Linked DNA regions of Zea mays: regions 2, 3 and 4 are each linked to region 1. The links are chromatin contacts, called in public Hi-C maps. All regions are on one chromosome and are shown on one strand. Each heading gives the region's core, a stretch centred on a gene start, on an enhancer-like site or on the middle of the called end of the contact. The rest is flanking DNA. Distances are from core to core; before and after follow the strand shown. Region 1 holds the start of LOC100192984 (Speckle-type POZ protein). Region 2 holds the start of LOC100193638 (MYB-type transcription factor). Region 3 overlaps LOC542545 (MSI type nucleosome/chromatin assembly factor C). Region 4 holds the start of LOC100384312.

Region 1 (4,368 bases), core at 975-3,474:
TAGGAACCGAACCCGAACCCATAACCCGAAATATAGCACATATAGGAACCGAACCCGAACCCGAAAACCCGAATAGACTCACAATTCGGTCTATTCGGGTTCGGGTTCGGTTTTCGGTTTTAAAATGCCCACCCCTAATTTACAGTCTCCTCTAAAAGATCCCATCCTCTATATCTCCTTCATCTCCAACAACGTCCTCTAAATCATGTTCTCTATATGCAAATACCTATATTATAGACATTTTTTATTTTTTTCTTTTTGTACATACGTATTTGTCATACTCTCAAATGTATTGTATATATTTTAGTTTTGTTAAACCCGTTATTTAAAGTATTCAAATAGATAGAGTATCGTTTAGAGAAACTCTATATATAGAGAATCTAGCAGTGTTCTATAAATTTAGAGAACAGTTTATAGGACACTGCTGTAGAGCGTAGAGTACCGTTTGATTCTTTATATTTAGGGTAAAGGAGGCTCCAGAGACTTGCTAGAACTAGCCTAATCCATCTCTACCCCGCGAAGACGACGAGTCGACGAGGAGCCACCAGGTCGGTCCGCTTACGTCGTGCTCACGGAATCTACCACGCCTTCATGCATGCAGGCTGCAGCGAGGCTTGGGACACGACTAGTGCTGGGAATTGGGCCGGGCCGGGCCAGCCCGGCCCAAGCCCGTCGTGCTTCGTGCCAAACGAGTTCGGGCTAGGAAAGCCCAAACAATTTTTGGGCCGTGTCGTGCCAGACCGAAGTGTAAAAACAGTGGTCCGGCCCTAAACCACGTCGTGCTTTCGTTGGGCCGTGCCGGCCCAAGCCCGGCCCGTATATTTGACCATATAAAATGAAAATATTATAACCATATAAAGTTCATAGCTTACTAAATTAAAGATATTAAACAATTATAACATCATTTAACCACATAAACTTCAAATATAACAACAATATAAAGTCGATATCTTACTAAATTAAAGAAATTAAATAGATTGGGCTTATTTGGGCCGTGCCGGCCCAAGCCCGGCCAATCTATGCGGGCCGTGCCGGGGCCCGACGGGTCGGAATTTGAGGCCCGGCCCAAGCCCGCCTTTAGGCCGTGCTAGCCCGGCCCATATTATTTCGTGCTGGGCCGTGCTTTGGGCTCTTATTTTCGGGCCGTGCTCGTGCTGGCCCGAAAAGCCCGGCCCAGATTCCCAGCACTAGACACGACCATAGCAAACATTGCGAGAGGCGGGATGAGGGTTGAGGTGCAGCGAGGCCTTTGGTATTATTGGATTTCTACTAGCGGTTGCGGTGTTTATCGTGCTCAGAGGTAGGGTGCGACGCGCTCGCGCGCTTGTGGATCAGGGACGTACGACTAGTGTTAAGAATAGGAACGGGCCGGACCAGGCCAGCTCGAGCTCATCGTGCTTCGTGCTAAACGGGTTCGGGCTAAGAAAGCCTAAATTTTTTTAGGTTGTGCCGTGTCAGTCTAAAGTGTACTCCGGCCTAGCCCTAATTACGTCGTGTCTTTATTGGATCGTGTCGGTCCAAGTCCGACCCATATATTTGACCACATAAAATCAAAATATCGCAACCATGTAAAGCCAATAGCTTAATAAATTAAAGATATTAAACAATACAAACATCATTTGACCATATAAAATCTAAATATCACAATAATATAAAGTCTATAACTTACTAATTTAAAAAATTAAACAACATGGGCTTCATTAGGCCGTGTCGGCCCAAGCCTGACTCATCTGTGCGAGCTGTGTCAGGGTCCGACAGGTCGGAATTTGAGGCCCGGTCCAAACCCACCCGCCTTTAGATCGTGGTAGTCATGTCCATGTTATTTTATACTAAGCTGTGCTTTAGGCTCCTGTTTTCAGGTCGTGCTCGTGCTGGTCGAAAAAGTTGACCCTATATTCACATCCCTACGTACAACACACGAATCCATGCATGTATTAAAGTGCTGCATTAAAATAGTCGAGATAGTTCGTGCTTGATGCTTGCATCGTAGACCTTTCCTGCAGCTTAACACGACACGGGCCTCAGGCTGGGCTGACACAGGCCCGGTAGTCGTCGGACCCGACCATGGGCCGCACGACGAGTGGGCTTGGTACGATCTCCTAGCACGCCAGACTGCCAGAGGATCCAACAGTTTTCTCCGTGATAAAAAAGGCAAAACGGTAGAAGTAGAACCGGCAAAACCCTCCCAATCCCCCCTCCGCTGCCGCCGCCCACCCGACCCAACCGATCGAGGCGCGCCGCCGCCAGTGCCCTACGTTGTTGCCGTCCATGCCGGGATCTTCTCCCTGTCCCGCCGCTGGCTATAGTGGGAGCGGCAACGGCTCCCACTCCGCCATCGTCGCCGGCGCTGTGACCGGCTCCCACGTGCTTAAGATCGTGTTCTATTCCCGCACTAAGGAGGTCCCCAATTGCCAGGTCATCAAGTCCCGCCATTTCTGCCTGGGAGGCCACACCTGGTTCGTGCAGTATTACCCCAATGGGAACTCCGCCGACAACGTCAACTTCATATCGTTGTTTCTCACTATGCATGGTGCAGTAGCCGGCAAGGCAGTGAAGGCGCAGGTCACCATCAGTTTACTCGACCAGGACGGGGAGCCGGTGCCGTCGTACACCCAAGTCACAACATTCGTGGACTTCGCTGAGAAAGGGAGCTGGGGATACCCAGAGTTCATCGAGAGGAAAGCTCTGGAGGAATCCGAGCATCTCAGGGATGACTCCTTCACCGTCAGGTTCGATGTGACCATCATGAGCGACATCCAAACCGTGGCAATGCCGTCAGTGGTCGTGCCGCCGTCCGACATGCACCGGCACTACGCTGATCTCCTGCTGAGCAAGGAAGGCGCCGACGTCAAATTCCGAATCGGCGGGCAGACATTCTCCGCCCATCGGCTTGTTCTCTCGACACGGTCGCCGGTGTTCAAAGCCGAGCTCTTTGGTCCGATGAGAGAGAGCACAACCACCAACGCCATACGCATTGACGACATGGAGCCGGAGGTGTTCGACGCGCTGCTCACCTTCATCTACACGGACACCCTGCCAGAGACGAAGGATGGGGAGGGATGTGCGATGGCCCAGCATCTGCTCGTCGCCGCTGACCGGTATGACCTGGAGAGGCTGAAGTTGATCTGTGAAGATAAGCTGTGCAGGTATATCGATACGGGCTCCGCTGCGACCATCCTGGCTTTAGCTGAAAAGCACAACTGCCATGGGCTTAAGGATGCGTGCTTCGCGTTACTAAGCTCCGCTGCGACTCTTGGTGCATTCATGGAAACAGATGGGTTTGACCACCTGACAGTTAGCTGTCCCAGCCTTCTGAAAGAACTGTTCTCCAAATTTGTTCCGACTTGAACTAAAAAGAGGTGGCGTGTAACAGCAAATCTTGACAAAGTCCTCCTATGTTTTAGTCTTATATATATAGGTACCCCAAGACATTGTATCCTTTATATATGTAGGATCATTTTGGCGGCAAGCTACACTAAGCAGCTTGTGTCTTGGTGCTATGAACAGTGAGTTTAGTTATGTGTACCGGCAGCATTGCATGGATATGCTGTTCGCTTGACTTTAATCTAAAACGGTTTCTATTGCTTCTACAGTGTTTTGTCTCTATGTATTGCAGCTGCAGCAGTCGAAACAGCTGGTTTTAATCCGAAGTGTGTTATATTTTAAAGCTTCATATAGCATAATCTGGGTGGCTGGAATTTGTGCGTGTTTTGGCCTTTGGGGGGCGAGCAAGAGTTTGCTTTCTTCAATTCCGACAGTGACCTTTTGTCATGCTTGTCATTATAGTTTTTTATTGGAGAAATTTTGCTATGGATAGAGTACTAAGAGTGATCTCGTTATTTCACACCAAAGACAATAATTTTTTTAGCGACAATTACGAGGTTACCGTTGTTTGCTGGAGATCGTTGTGATTGTACTACTCCCTCTGATTTTTTTTATTTGACGCTGTTTAGTTCAAACTTGAACTGCACAGCGACAAATATAAAAAAACGGAGGTAATATTAATTTCCCAGGTTTGAGTAATTTCCCAGGTTTGAGGAGAGAAGTAAACCCAGTAGCTAGTCGCCTACACATCACCGACGGAACTCCAGCGGATTCATGCGAAGGGCAGCAATTGCGTCGTCACAGGCCGTCATAAGCTGGCCGAGCCAGCCTTTGGGCTCTTCGGCAGCATGGGTAGCTTCTGTGATGTTTCGATTGGTCCTCAGATCAGAAGGATGTTTTGGATGATTTTTATGCTAATTTTGAGCAAACCCTGTTTTTAGTGGTTTCATCGTCGATTTGTGACGAAGGATTTTTCTCCGTTGGTTTTTCCATCACAACTGACATGGGAGTATGGGACACACTTGGAATCCTAGAGATCTCTCA
Region 2 (4,368 bases), core at 655-3,154, 190 kb after region 1:
ATGATATGGTGGCAAAGACTGACACTGTCTATAACACCAGATCATACATCGGGCCAGCGGTGAAAGTGTTTAACATTGTCGTAAGGCACCTTTCTAGGACCCCACAAACTATGAACTGCGGGTGATGCGTATCACTACCGGTTGTGACATAACTAATGATGAAAGTCTAACTAGAATAAAACTTCCTATAGTAGTGTTGCTTGCCTTATGTAGGTCGACTAGTTGAGTAGTAGCTATTTTCAACTAGTTTTAGTGCTCTAGGACTTAGCTTGTTATTTGCGGTCACTAGAGTTGTGCAGGATCTTACTTGTTTGGCTTTGTAGTTGCTTAGTTTTGCTTTTGAGTAGGGTGTTCTTGATAGATCAGAATTGAGTATTGTTTACTTAGGCCATCTTTATGTCTAACAAGTTTATTAGTGTTGTGGCTTGTAGAATTTTTAAAAGGCTATTCACACCTCTAGCTATCCAATCAATCCTTTTGATGTCTTTCTTTGATACTGCTAAAGAAGAAATGGTTGTAATGCAACAAAATGTCAATGAGTGTTATTGTCACTGAAAACAAAGGAAAAACTTAGATTGTGGTCCAGAAAAAGAATAAAGTCAATCTCGACGGTGTTTGCATAAAAACGCATTTGATTAATTAGTTGTTCCCCAACTCTTGATCTAAAATTCCATGATGACAACATCAAAAGGAAACATTTGAGTAATATCTAGGTGGCCCTTTCCCATTTAAAAACGACAAGAGAACTTCTACAGTTTTAATGGATGAAAAGATGATGAGTTTTGAGAGAGAAAATCCTTGGCTTTACTTACTATATTATATCAATATTTTGCTTTGCACCACCATACCCTATAAGTCTGGTTAAGTCTTAATTCAGAACTTTATGACATGTAATTCAAAATTTTGCAAACAATATCCACATTTATATTACCCCATAGATATATCATTAATGAGCTATAGCTCCCATATATACCTTTCTTCATCCACATATGGCCACATGGCAATCGTTAGGGCCAAACCGACAAAATACAACTTTTGCTAAAATAAATAGGAGCGACTAGCCGCTCTATCTTATATAATAGTGTTATACATAAGGCGGGCACGAATATTTTACAAATACGTTGCGGTTTTATCAAGTAACCGCAAATCAATTGTCGTTCCACGCCTCTCATCCGTACCGATGGATGACGTTTCCCCATATGTAGGCTTAACGGTCGCTTTTTCCTTTAAATTCGCCGAATCTACGTGTTGTCGTGACATGAAAAAACTGAATTTCGCGCCAAATAGAGCCCGTTGCATGTGCTCCCACTTGCGCGGGATCCGGGGAAGAGTCGGAACCATTTGGGTCTTTGGTATGTAGCTTTTCCCTGCATTTGCAAGAGATTGTTTACACGACTCAAATGCATCAAGATTACATTTCACATGCAGTGTTTTTTTTCTCCCCAAGCCATTGGATCAACAACCCTTGCAATGGTAGTATTGGTACCTCACTCTGGGGGTGCAAACTGTGTGTCCAAGAACAGGATGCACAAAATCTGCTTCTGCTCCCACGCGCTATTGGATCGACAGTATATCCATATTGCATCTATATATCCATCCACAGTAATAAAAACCAGCCGGTCCAAGACATCTGTAGCAGTGCTGACAAGTGGGGCCCATCCCGCTCCTGCGCTTACCACGCTGCACTCGTATGGTAGGCGCAGTGATGTGGAGTGGTGACAAGGAGCCACCTCAACTCCCCTTGTCCTCTACCGCACGAATATTGATGGAGAGTTGGAAGGTCACCCAGAGCCCTGGACGCTGACCGTTGGATGCGGCGAGGATGGACGGCAGTGGCCGCGCGGGCCCGCTATATAACTTCCTCCCCGGATCGGCCCACACTCCTAACTTGCAAGCCCGGTGCCCAGTGGCCCTTTCTTCTCCCTTCCCCGCTGCTTCTTCCTCCTGTCCACATTCTTCTCTCCCCAGCAGAGAAATTCTAGCTGGGGGGCCTCTCTGCAATTCCCCCTCGCTCGCCATTGTCCGTAACCTCGACCAAGACGCGAGCCGGGAATGGAGTCCGGGAGCTCGGTGCGTTTCGGCCACCAGGACGTGACGGCTGCTGGCGGCGTGCACGCAGGTAACGCCGGCGCTGCTTCTTCTCATCAGCAGGTGATCCCGGGCACGGGCATGACGATGCCCGCCGGCATGGCCTCCCTCCTGGTCGGCCGCCTCGGGATGCAGGCGCCGCCTGGCATGGTGCTGCCCGGAGGAGCCCTGGCGGCGGCGTCCGCCGGGTACGGCGGCATCATGTCCAGCGCCCTGCGCGCCGCCTGGAGCGGGGCTCAGCAGCAGCTGCCGCCCCACGCGGGCGGTGGCATCGGCGGGCATAGGGCGCAGCACCACAAGGGCCCCTGGACCGAGGCGGAGGACGTGTGAGTACTTGCTCCCCTGAGTTCTCATTCTTCTGCTCCTTTTTTTTTCTCGTTCCCTTTTGTTTCGATTCGGTGCAAGTAAGGAGAGTGTTTGGTCGTGGCTGCTGAACGTGTGCCGGCGGCCGGCCGCGCGCTTGCTCGATCCGTGGTTGCTCGCTTTGCAGAGTCCTCAGGGAGATGGTGATGAAGCACGGCGACCGGAAGTGGGCGGTGATAGCGCAGTCGCTCCCCGGCAGGGTGGGCAAGCAGTGCCGCGAGAGATGGACCAACCACCTGCGCCCCGACCTCAAGGTGCGTATTCTCTTTTTTCGATCGATCCATCTTCTCATTCGATCTCTCAGATCTTGATGCGTGGATGGAAGCTTTGAATTCGATCTGTGTGCAGTGTAGTGTAGCTGTGGCTTGGGGGAGCGATATCCCCTCGCTCTCCCCACACATGATTCGCGAGGGGGGGGATTTTTCTTTGCCTTTAATTCCTACGTAAACAAATCCTGCTAAATTTTGGTCTAGATTCGAAAGTGGGGGCATTAACTCGGTAAGAATTAGTGGGAGTTGCATGTGTTTTTACTCTGCCCACTAACTGTGGCAATATAATTAGCCACGGCCGGATTGATTGCCGTGGAGAATATTATTCATTTTTTCTAGCTTATCTGTGGTTATATATGTATGCGCATATACATGCCAAGTTTGTGACCACCGATGGGGCATTCTGATCGTCGATTAACCAACCTAGTGTGCTTTATTTGGATCTTTTGAGCTGCTGCTGCGCACCGTTTGCTTGCTTTTCTTCTCTGACATGCAATGCAACAAAAATAATTAACAGAAGAGCGTGTGGACTGAAGAAGACGACATGGCGCTGATCAAGGCGCACAAGCGGTGCGGCAACCACTGGTCGACCATCGCCACGTTCCTGCCCGGGCGTTCCGAGAACGCCGTGAAGAACCACTGGAACGCCACCAAGCGGAGCCTCAAGGCCAAGCGCCGGCTGAAGAAGAAGAGCAACGCGCAGCAGGTGCCGGCCGGGCAGTGGTCCGTCCTGGAGGAGTACATCCGCAGCCTGTACCCTGACCTCGCCGACGGCGCCGGCGCCGACCAGACCCCGCCGGCGGCCGAGGACTCCCCCCCGTCGTCCTACAACCTCGGGTCGTACTCGTACGGCGAGGTGATCAGCAGCCCAGCGTCCGCCGCCGCGCCGCCCGGCAGCTTTGACCAGATGACCGCCATGGGGCTGTACCTGGGCGCGTCGTCGTCGTCGCCCGCGCCGGCCGAGCTGCAGGGGGGCATGAGCTCCGACATCGTGGCGCCGTTCCTGCACCTGGACCTCAACGCCTACTACGGCGGCGCGCCGGCGGCGACGATGCGGCTTATGGCTCCGATGGGGGGAATGGCGGCGCCTGTGCCGCAGATGATGGAGCACGATCACTACCAGCACCAGCAGGCTTCCTACGCCACCGCCAACCAGCTGCTCACGTACCCCTTCATCGACAACAGCGTCATGTGGCAGCAGGCGCCGTACGCCGCCCATGGCAGCGCCGCCTACGGCGGTGGCGCCGACGCGGCAGGTGCCGGCCCGAGCAACGTCGTCGCCGTTCCGGCGGACGACGTCGACGTCGTCCAGATGGCCTCCAGGGAGTTCCTGACGCCGTCGGAGGACGAGGTCACCCTGGACCTGGCCAGGTTCCGTTGACACAGCAGCTAGCAGGCTCGTCGATCGTCGTCAAAAAACGCAGAAGGGGCGTTCGTCCAGCAGTTTGTTTACTGCCGTGTTCGTTCCTTATTATTGCGTTGTTGTATCTTTTTACATGTTTGTTGTACTGGCATTTCAATTCCCCGGCGGAGAAACCGTCCGTGTAGTTCCCGTTTCAATAACCTGGACCGTATGTTGTAATGTTTGGATTACCCCTAATGACAATTTCATTTGCTTGTATTTGTATGACTACTCTTTGATTTTCCA
Region 3 (4,368 bases), core at 721-3,220, 170 kb before region 1:
ACTGTATGCGACGAGCACTAGTTTTTTCCAGATCGATGAAGCTAGGAACATTTTATTCATCATACATTCTATCATTTTGTTCCATACACACCTTATTTTTTTTATTAAATAGAGCACATGTTTCCACATCTTTCCTTTGGTTCTCCGGATCTGATGTCATATTGGTGGATTGCATTGAGTGCTAAAAAAATTAGGTTTGTATAAGCAGCATTATTTGGGAACTATATGCTTCTACTATGGCTGTATGAATCAGGGCATAGGAAACCTTTGCCCTGATTTCTTTGGGTGTACAAACTAGAGGTACATGAAAACAATTTGGTGTTGAAAATGAAGATGTTCTAAATTTTCGTGTAGTAAGATTGGAACCCATCATTGCATCGGAAAGCCAGTGGGTGGGATTTTATTGAACCTTGCTCTAAGCTCATGATTCCTGAGAGTTCAATGACAAGAATCTTGTTTATTGATGTTTGCTTCTTTATTTATAGGTGAACTGCCTGGCTTTTAACCCGTTCAATGAATGGGTTGTTGCAACTGGTTCTACTGACAAGACTGTCAAATTATTTGATCTTAGGAAGATTGATACTTCTCTGCACACCTTTGACTGTCACAAGTATGTTTCCACTGTTTTTCTTCTGTTCATAGCTACTGTTTGTTTTTACTGCCTAAGGAACTTTCTGAAGTATTGAATGTTTCTATGGATGTTATATTTCTAGTTTGACATTAATGTTTCAATACCTTGGTGTAATCAGAGAGGAAGTTTTTCAAGTTGGATGGAGTCCAAAGAATGAAACTGTACTTGCATCCTGTTGTCTGGGCAGAAGGCTCATGGTCTGGGATCTAAGCAGGTAAGCAATACAAACATTCACGATATCCTCATTTTGTTACCCTTATATCCTGTTTGGATGTTGATATTGGAGCATAGAATTGGGAATTGGAATCAGCTTTACTGAATTCTGTTGTTTGGTTGCACATAAAATTGTGATTTGGAATCAGAGACCCAAATTCCTGGAATGGGACTATAACTAGAAACTCCCTCTCTCAATACAGAGCGTCTCCCATTTGAATTGCACGCTCTCCCCTTTAAATTGTGTGGAATTGGACCGCACAATTTTAAACTCCAATTCAGTGAACCCAATTCAATTCCATGTCCTCCAATATCGACATACAAACTGAGCATAGTTTTCTTTTCCACTGGTGCGCTGTATCTTCTGGATGTTAATAGTTCGTACGACGGCCAAAGTGGTGTTTTTTGCGATTTTTTTCTGTGCTGTCCGTGCTCCCTACATTATTGCTGAAGTACAGATAACACGATACGGTTGGGATTGATTTTTGTTATTTGCTTTGCTATATCACAGGATCGACCAAGAACAAACACCAGAGGATGCTGAAGATGGTCCTCCAGAGCTCATGTTCATCCATGGAGGCCATACCAGCAAGATCTCTGATTTCTCCTGGAACCCCTGCGAGGACTGGGTGGTTGCTAGCGTCGCTGAGGACAACATCCTCCAGATATGGCAGATGGCTGAGAACATCTACCATGACGAAGATGATCTGCCAATTAGCGATGAGCCGGCAAAAACTTCTTGAAGCAACACATCACAAAAGGAATCTTAACTCCTATCGACTGTTGGTGCTCCTAGATCGGAACCCTGCTCGCCGGAGAATCTTAACCGAGTGAGAGTTGGCTGTAGGTTGCTTCCGTGGTCGTAACTTTATGCTTGACGGGTTGGTCGTTTCTTCGACCGTCTGTATGTGTATTCGTCGAACCTTTAGCATTATACATATGCTGATTGACTAGATCTGTTCGTCGCAGTTGTGTTTTGTAGTATTGCTTTATATCTAGCAGGATCATGCTCGTGATGTGATTTGTAACGGGAACAAAATAATATCCACTCAAGCGTAGGCCAAGCGGTAGTCACAGCTCAGGTCGACGGATGCGCAGGCCGGCGGTGCGTCCATCGTCCTAGAATGCACGCGTTGCCACGTCGGCATTTGACGACAGCAAGCGAGGCGATGCACGTTGGTATAGAACCAGAGGTTTTAGTTGCCATCTCGTCCTCACCACGACTAGGATTGGAAACGAGCCGGAGGTTTTAGTTGCCATCTCGTCGTTACTGTGTTAGGGCTGGAAGGAGTTGAGGTCGCGAGCCAGAACGAGCTGATTTGGTTCGGTGGGTGGATCAGCGAGCTCGAAAATGAGGCTCGGCTTACTTGAGACTCGTGAGCCACCCCGAGCTTGAATCGTCTCGTGAGCTTCGAGCTTTTCTTCCAACCCTAACCACGACGACTATTCTCACGCGCATGCACCATATAGCAACCATATAGCACAAGTGTATGAACATGCAACATCCGTCGTAGCACGGTGAGTGCCCAAGTGTACGTACTGAACTTCGGTTGCTCCATTGTTGCAAGCAGCTAGACGTTCTCTCTGAATGTAAGTGAACATAGCACATGCACACTTTTTTTTTAAATGATCAGAGGTCAGGATTGTTTTACATGAGACAAAATTACTATCTGCAGGAAACCACCGGATGTGATTTTATCTTGCAGTCATGGATCAGAGAAATAGAATAACATCGAGCACTTCATCTAGATTCATAAATTCGGCCGGTGGAGAAAAAAAACGTCCCCATGGTATTATATCAAGAAGAATTTCAAACGTAGTCTCGACTGGAAAAAGTCACGAAAGCTGGTTTCCCGTACAACTTGAGGGTCCGTCCCTTATAGGCTAGATCTTACCCGTGCTACGAGGATTAGGGATGGCAACGAGTACATATCCGTCGGGTAGTACCATTCCATATCCGTATCTATAAAAATTCTAACAATCGAGTTACCCATATATGCTCGTGGGTATAAAATCTTACCCATACTCGTACCCGCGCAGTTAATTTTGCTCGTCGGGTAATCCATACCCGCTAGGAAAGTCTTAAATTCAATATACTAATCACTTAAAATATTAAATAAACATACAAAAACAAGTTTAACATCATACATAACAAATCATATGATTACATAGCTTAGTAGCTAGACAAATGATACCTAGAGAAGGGTTTTATTTTAGCTAAGATAGGTAGACAGGTATATTTTATCCATGGATAACGGGTATGGATAGTACCAACCTGTACCCGTCTACCCAACGGGTAGAGGTTCTTGCCCATTAACATACCCTGAGTACAGAAATCACTCCATACTCGCCTTTATATCGGGTAAAACCCGTCGGATATTTGGGTACTCATTGCCATCTCTAACGAGGATCCATGCCCTATAGGTCAGCCAATCTCGTTGCACACGACCATAGTAACCAGTGAGTGACATTTTTTAACCTCACCCTAAAATTCGCTCCCACTAGAATTCGAACTCAAGACCTAATGATTGTTACTCAGGTCTCCTAATCAACTCGGCTAAAGGCCCTTTTGCCATCTAGAGTAATAAACACAAGTAGAAAAACTTATTCAGGTTTGTGTATTCCGTTGGCGTACACGCATAGACACGTAGTGCTTTTATATTTCAGCATTAGCTGGTGTCTGATTATGCTTCATATGCACTTCGCAGCTCCCGGGATTTGAACCATAATTTATAGAAACAATATATATTGAAACCGTAGCGATGCACGGACAACTAACTAGTTTAAGGTGAAATACAAGATATTCGTCGTCGATTGGAGTTTTTGCTGCTCAAAGGCTTTTCTAGACCACGTACCCTCCACGACTCGACCCCTCTCTAGCTAGTTTGTTCGAAGGCAAGATATGGGACTAATTTATTGGTTTCTTATGTCGAGAATTCCAAAACATACAAATCCATGTCACAAAAAAACGAATCTACACATGCAACACGAGTAATTAATAAGAGACTTAATATAGTGGTTGTTAGATTTAATAGACATATGACCTCATACATTATTTTATTTTATTATAATGTTAGACATATATTAAAAATGTCTGAGGACGCTCATGGTTCTTGAAATGTCTAAGGTCCTTATGACTCTGGAGACGTCCGAAGCGTATTAAATTTTATGACGTTTACCCAAATTCTGATCATAACTAGGTATGTGCCCGTGCGTTGTCACAAGAGCTAAAAGTTAGTATAAAACATAAATACGGAACGACAAACATCACTATGATATAAAAAAACAGTGTGATAAAATATTATTGTACCACTAATATTATATTAACGATATAAATATATAATATTATTATAAATACACCAACTCACGGGCCTTGAGAAATCAAATTAGCTATGTAACATAAGTTATGTAAGTTGTTTCAACAAATGTCTTACTCTGGTGTTCTCCTCAGGCCCACCGTACATAGAAACAATTTCTTTGAACTCCAAGTTGACAGTTTCACATATGATACATTGCTTCCCCTC
Region 4 (4,368 bases), core at 682-3,181, 140 kb before region 1:
GAGGTTGCAGATGACAATGCTTGTAAATGGCAGTTTGGAAATGCAGATTCCTAGGGAACAGTGCAGAAGACATGACCATTTGCAGTCAGAGAGTGGGTGTGGCAGTTCCACTGGACTAAGTAAATGTTCTGCCATGCAGCTTAAATTCCTTCAATGGTAGAGTGTATCATCCTGAAGTTCACCCTGTTGTTGTTTTTCTGATTTGCTTGATAGAACGTTGCGAACATGTAGTAATGAGATGTCCCTTCCAGCAGTGTGTGTGCGAACACGCAAATAGAGATGAAAGAAAAGAGATTCCGTGGATTTAAGGTAGGATGACAGCCAGCGCTTTTTTATGCGTTTTGCTAGAAACGTGAAGAGTTGCACGCAGGGTTGAGTGAGCCATCCGAAATTCCATTTCCGAACCGCACGTGTGAGCGTCCGTTCCAAGAAGAAAAACAACACACTTACACACCCCACTCCTAGCTTTGCATTCCATATATGCATGTACACACGTCAATTACGGCCTAAAATCAACCCAACTACTACCTGCGTGACTCCCATGACGCCGGCGACGGCATCGTCGACGCCGTCCTGGCCGTCCCAGTGCCCGACGAAGCAGTGGTCGCGGACGACAGCCGCGCCGGTGTGCCGACCTGTTTGATAGCCACGTTCGGAAGCGGGCTGCGCCTCCGCCGCTCCTGCTCCTTGACCAGCTCCGCGGCCAGCGCGTCCACCTTCTCGGCGTTCGTCCGCTCCGACAGCCTCCGCTCGCGGAACAGCACCGACTCCACGTTCCGCTGCGCTAGCATCGCTTCGGCGGCCACGGACGCTTCGTCGGTGCGGATCGGGACCAGCGCCTTACCGGCCTGGATGCGCACGTAGTTGCTTCCGCGCGCGCGCCCGAACGCCATGCCCAATGATTCGTCCACCATGTCCGCGACGCCCTCGGCGGTTACGCGCGCCAGCTCCCGCGGCGACGGAGAGCGTGCGGGCATCGGCGTGCTCGAACCGTTGGCGGCGGAGGCGCCGGCGCCGATGGAGAGCACGAGGAGGTCGTCGACGCCGGTGGCGAGGGGGAACTCCTGCTTGTTGTGGAGCGCGTGCGTGATGGCGGTCCCGGCCGGGTTGCACATGGCCGCCACGCCCCCGGACGCCGCGGCGACGGCCGTGAGGCCGTCCACCGACCTGACTGGCGCGACCGCGCCGCCCGCGGCGCAGGCGGCGGCGCAGACGTCGCGCAGGCGGAAGTCGAAGGTGTCGCTCTCGACGGCGTCGGCGCGCGAGAACACGAAGGGCGCGGCCGTGGCGAGGTCGTAGCACGGCACGAGCAGCGGCGCGACGGTGTCCCTCAGCGTGGCGTCCCCGAACACGCGGCGGAGCGTGCGGTCGCCGCCTCGGGAACCGCGGCGGAAGAGCTTCGCCCACCGCCCGCGCCGGCCGCACCAGCCTTTGGTCCCGACGCTCCCGGCGACGAACGCCAGAGCCTCCTGCGCCGAGTACCGCGGCCGGCCGTCGGCGCCCCTCAGGAGCAGCATCGCGGCGAGGACGCCTCCCGCGCCGGCGCCCGCGGCCACGTCGAAGAAGTCCGCGACGCGCGCGTCGGGGTCCCCCGTGCGGTCGCGCAGCCTGGCCTCGAGCCTCGCAAGCGCCGCGGCGGCCAGGAGCGCGTCCTCTGCGCCCGCGCCGCAGCCGTCGATGGCGAGCACCCGCACGCGGCCGCCGTCGAGGAGCGCCCGCGCCGGCGTCCCGGGGACGGACGGGCACCACCCGCCCAGGAGTCTGGTCTCGAGCAGGGAGAAGAGCTGGTGGCTGAGCTTGTCCACACACATGGCTGTCGTCGTGGGTGGCGACGCCGTTGCCGCGTAGGCCTCCATCGATGGTCCAGAAGCAAGCAGACAGGATAGCTAGAGACTGATAACTGATTGGAGCTCGTGAGTCGTGAATGCCGATGCGTCCCAGTCTGCTGCACTAGTCTTTTATAGAGGCTGCTGCCACAGGCTAGCACCGCCACCGGGCGCAAACGTGGCCGCGGGACCACCTCGTCACCGCGCGGTGGGGCAGGGTCACCGACGCCGACGCGGCGGGATTCGGGGTGGTGTCTGGTGGTGTCCCGGGATGGCCAGACAACGGCGGACCTGCGGCGATCGCGTGCGCTGGCACTTGCGGAGTCCCCGGTCAAGTACCTCGGCGTTGTAGGGATGGCAATGGATTCATATCGGATATTGCAAATATCCGCCTGCAACCATATCCACGGTTGCTACCAATATTCGTCCGTAACCGTACCCGTGGGTACAAATTTATATCTATGTCCGTGCCCATCGGATTTCGGACGGGTTTCGGATATTCGTCGGATATGACAGACACAATCATTTATTCAATAATTCAATAACATAATTAGTCAAATTTCTTCCTAATTCACCATCATACACAATTAAAACTTAATAAAAGAATTATTATAAGCATGCGAGCCTTGCTATGTAATATGGGCTAGGCCAAAAATACACGTATCCATATCTGGATCCGTCGGGTCGGATATCCGACGGATATCCAAATCCACGGGTCAAATTGCCATCCCTACGGATGGCTCTAAAAGGCACATCCCACCCCTCTAAGAGGCACAGTCGGACGTTCATGCGCTCGCGACGACCTATTCAGACGAGCACCTTACTCTCAAAACCTAGGCTGAGAGAGAAGAGAGGCCCGCCCTTATAAGGCCACCACGACCCCCTTGACTAGGTGAGGTGGTACTAACCCAGGGCGTGCATACCGGTCTCTCATAATGTGCAGATGCAGTTAAATGACCTATAATGACTTATTTTGCATCCACTCATGCAACCAACATTCCTTGCGTACAGCCAACCAAACAGACGCTCAGCCAAAGTCAACGCACACGATGATTCAAGATAGAATGGTGCGGGTAACCAATCAGGTGTATGCACCGAAATAGGACAGTACAAGACAAGTGGCTCAGATATACTACAGTATATAAAAAAACTTAGCAGCAGAGATAGTAGCACGTTCTATGCTATGCAGAGGATGTATGAATCACACTAGCATAGGAGTATAGGACTGTAGGGATGCTGAGACACAAACACAACTGGGAAGCAGATGAAGCTAACATGTTCGATCGTTGCATGCACGTGTGCGCAGGAAAGCCCGTGGAAAGAGCGCATAAGGGGTAGGGGGATTGGAGAGGAACACGACAAAGGGCAGCGGGCCGGGGTAGATATATAGAGAAGCATCAAGGATTACCACTTCTATTTTGTCTGTGTCGCATAGTTGCAAAGTGAACCTGCAGGTCATGCCCTTATATTGCCAGCACGCATGAGGCTTTGACCCATGTGTGTTAACTGTTAAGCTAGGCTAAAAGCTTGTTTGGGAGTGCTCTGAAACGGGTGTGGCTCCTGCAGAAGCCGTACTAAACGGTGCCAAAAAAATAGCTATCAATTAAGAGGACTAGACACTAGTACACAGAAGCTTTATAGTAACGGTTCTAGAGCTATTTGTACTGGCGTTTTTCAGGGCCGCCAGTGATAGAGGCCAATAGAAATCGACGTTTTTCACTGGCGGTTGTTTTGCAACCACCAGTGGAAATAACATTAGCACTGGCGGACTGCTTAAGAAAACCACATGTGGAAACATGATTTTCACTGGTGGATTTCTTTAGCAGCCCGCCAGTGGAAATAACATTAGCACTGGCAGGCTGCTAAAGAAAACCGCTAGTGAAAATCATGTTTTCACCGACGGTTTTCTTAACCAACCCGCTAGTGCTAAATTTATTTACACTGGCGGTTCATTAAGGCGGGCCCATCTATTTATTTTCACTGGCGTGCTGTTATTGAAACCGTCACTATAAATTTCTGTGTGCCGCCATCTTAGAGCTCTTTTCTACTAGTGAGAGCAACTTCAATAGTTCTCTAAACAACTCTATAAATCACAAATTTAAGAAGTGAACAGGAAAATGCTTCTCCAATAGTTCCCTAAATAACCTTGCTAAATTTAGTTACTTGCTATCAACCTCATTTATTCTCCAAGTTTAGCAAATGGATAGGAACACATTAAACACAATTTACATCGATTTCTTCACAATAGTGTGCTCATTTTTTCTCTTTCTCGGGCAGCGAGGTAGCCAGGTCCAGCACACTCTTATTTCCCCTTTCTCGCGCAGTGAGGCAACCATGTACGACGCACGTGACACAAGCTTCTTCTCCGCCGTCAGACAACTACCAACCCATAAGTTGCGTCGTCGGACCACCGCTCCCCACAGGTCGTGCTGACCAAGCCTTGTCCTCTGGCCCCGACATCCTCTGCTCACGACCTCGTCGTCAGCCAGGTCCGACGGAAGTAGGTTTTTATAAAACTAGATTCAGATCAAGTTATTTTTTA

The links. Hi-C and Micro-C count contacts between places; a contact is called where the count stands out from the background.
Region 2: a contact with region 1 is called in a Hi-C map of leaf, with 1.8 times the contacts expected there. The contact joins the promoter of LOC100193638 here to the promoter of LOC100192984 in region 1. A contact is called at or near these places in 2 of 25 Hi-C or Micro-C datasets (leaf and tassel).
Region 3: a contact with region 1 is called in a Hi-C map of ear, with 1.7 times the contacts expected there. The contact joins the enhancer-like site here to the promoter of LOC100192984 in region 1. A contact is called at or near these places in 2 of 25 Hi-C or Micro-C datasets (ear and endosperm).
Region 4: a Hi-C map of ear shows a contact between it and region 1, with 5 times the contacts expected there. The contact joins the promoter of LOC100384312 here to the promoter of LOC100192984 in region 1. A contact is called at or near these places in 12 of 25 Hi-C or Micro-C datasets (bundle sheath, ear, endosperm and 5 more) and 2 of 3 datasets of contacts at active chromatin or transcription factors (leaf and seedling).

The regions. Positions count from the first base shown.
Region 1 is chr1:258,320,612-258,324,979 of Zm-B73-REFERENCE-NAM-5.0, forward strand. LOC100192984 (Speckle-type POZ protein) reads left to right here and starts at 2,225. Exons shown (of 1, transcript NM_001138156.1): 1 at 2,225-3,589. The coding sequence starts at 2,269. The coding sequence ends at 3,348.
Region 2 is chr1:258,507,293-258,511,660 of Zm-B73-REFERENCE-NAM-5.0, forward strand. LOC100193638 (MYB-type transcription factor) reads left to right here and starts at 1,905. Exons shown (of 3, transcript NM_001138737.1): 1 at 1,905-2,414; 2 at 2,579-2,705; 3 at 3,238-4,340. The coding sequence starts at 2,053. The coding sequence ends at 4,101.
Region 3 is chr1:258,151,596-258,155,963 of Zm-B73-REFERENCE-NAM-5.0, forward strand. LOC542545 (MSI type nucleosome/chromatin assembly factor C) reads left to right here. Exons shown (of 6, transcript NM_001112086.2): 4 at 486-610; 5 at 750-845; 6 at 1,356-1,859. The coding sequence ends at 1,587. It also overlaps the pseudogene LOC103645467. Among protein-coding and RNA genes, the nearest start is that of LOC542545, 9.5 kb to the left of the region's middle. Within about 2 kb of position 1,971, at least 7 of the 20 cell types and tissues checked have an H3K27ac peak or open chromatin away from gene starts, as enhancers often do. A contact at or near this core is called in ear, where this site is marked.
Region 4 is chr1:258,180,001-258,184,368 of Zm-B73-REFERENCE-NAM-5.0, forward strand. LOC100384312 reads right to left here and starts at 1,932. Exons shown (of 1, transcript NM_001176867.3): 1 at 282-1,932. The coding sequence starts at 1,856. The coding sequence ends at 525.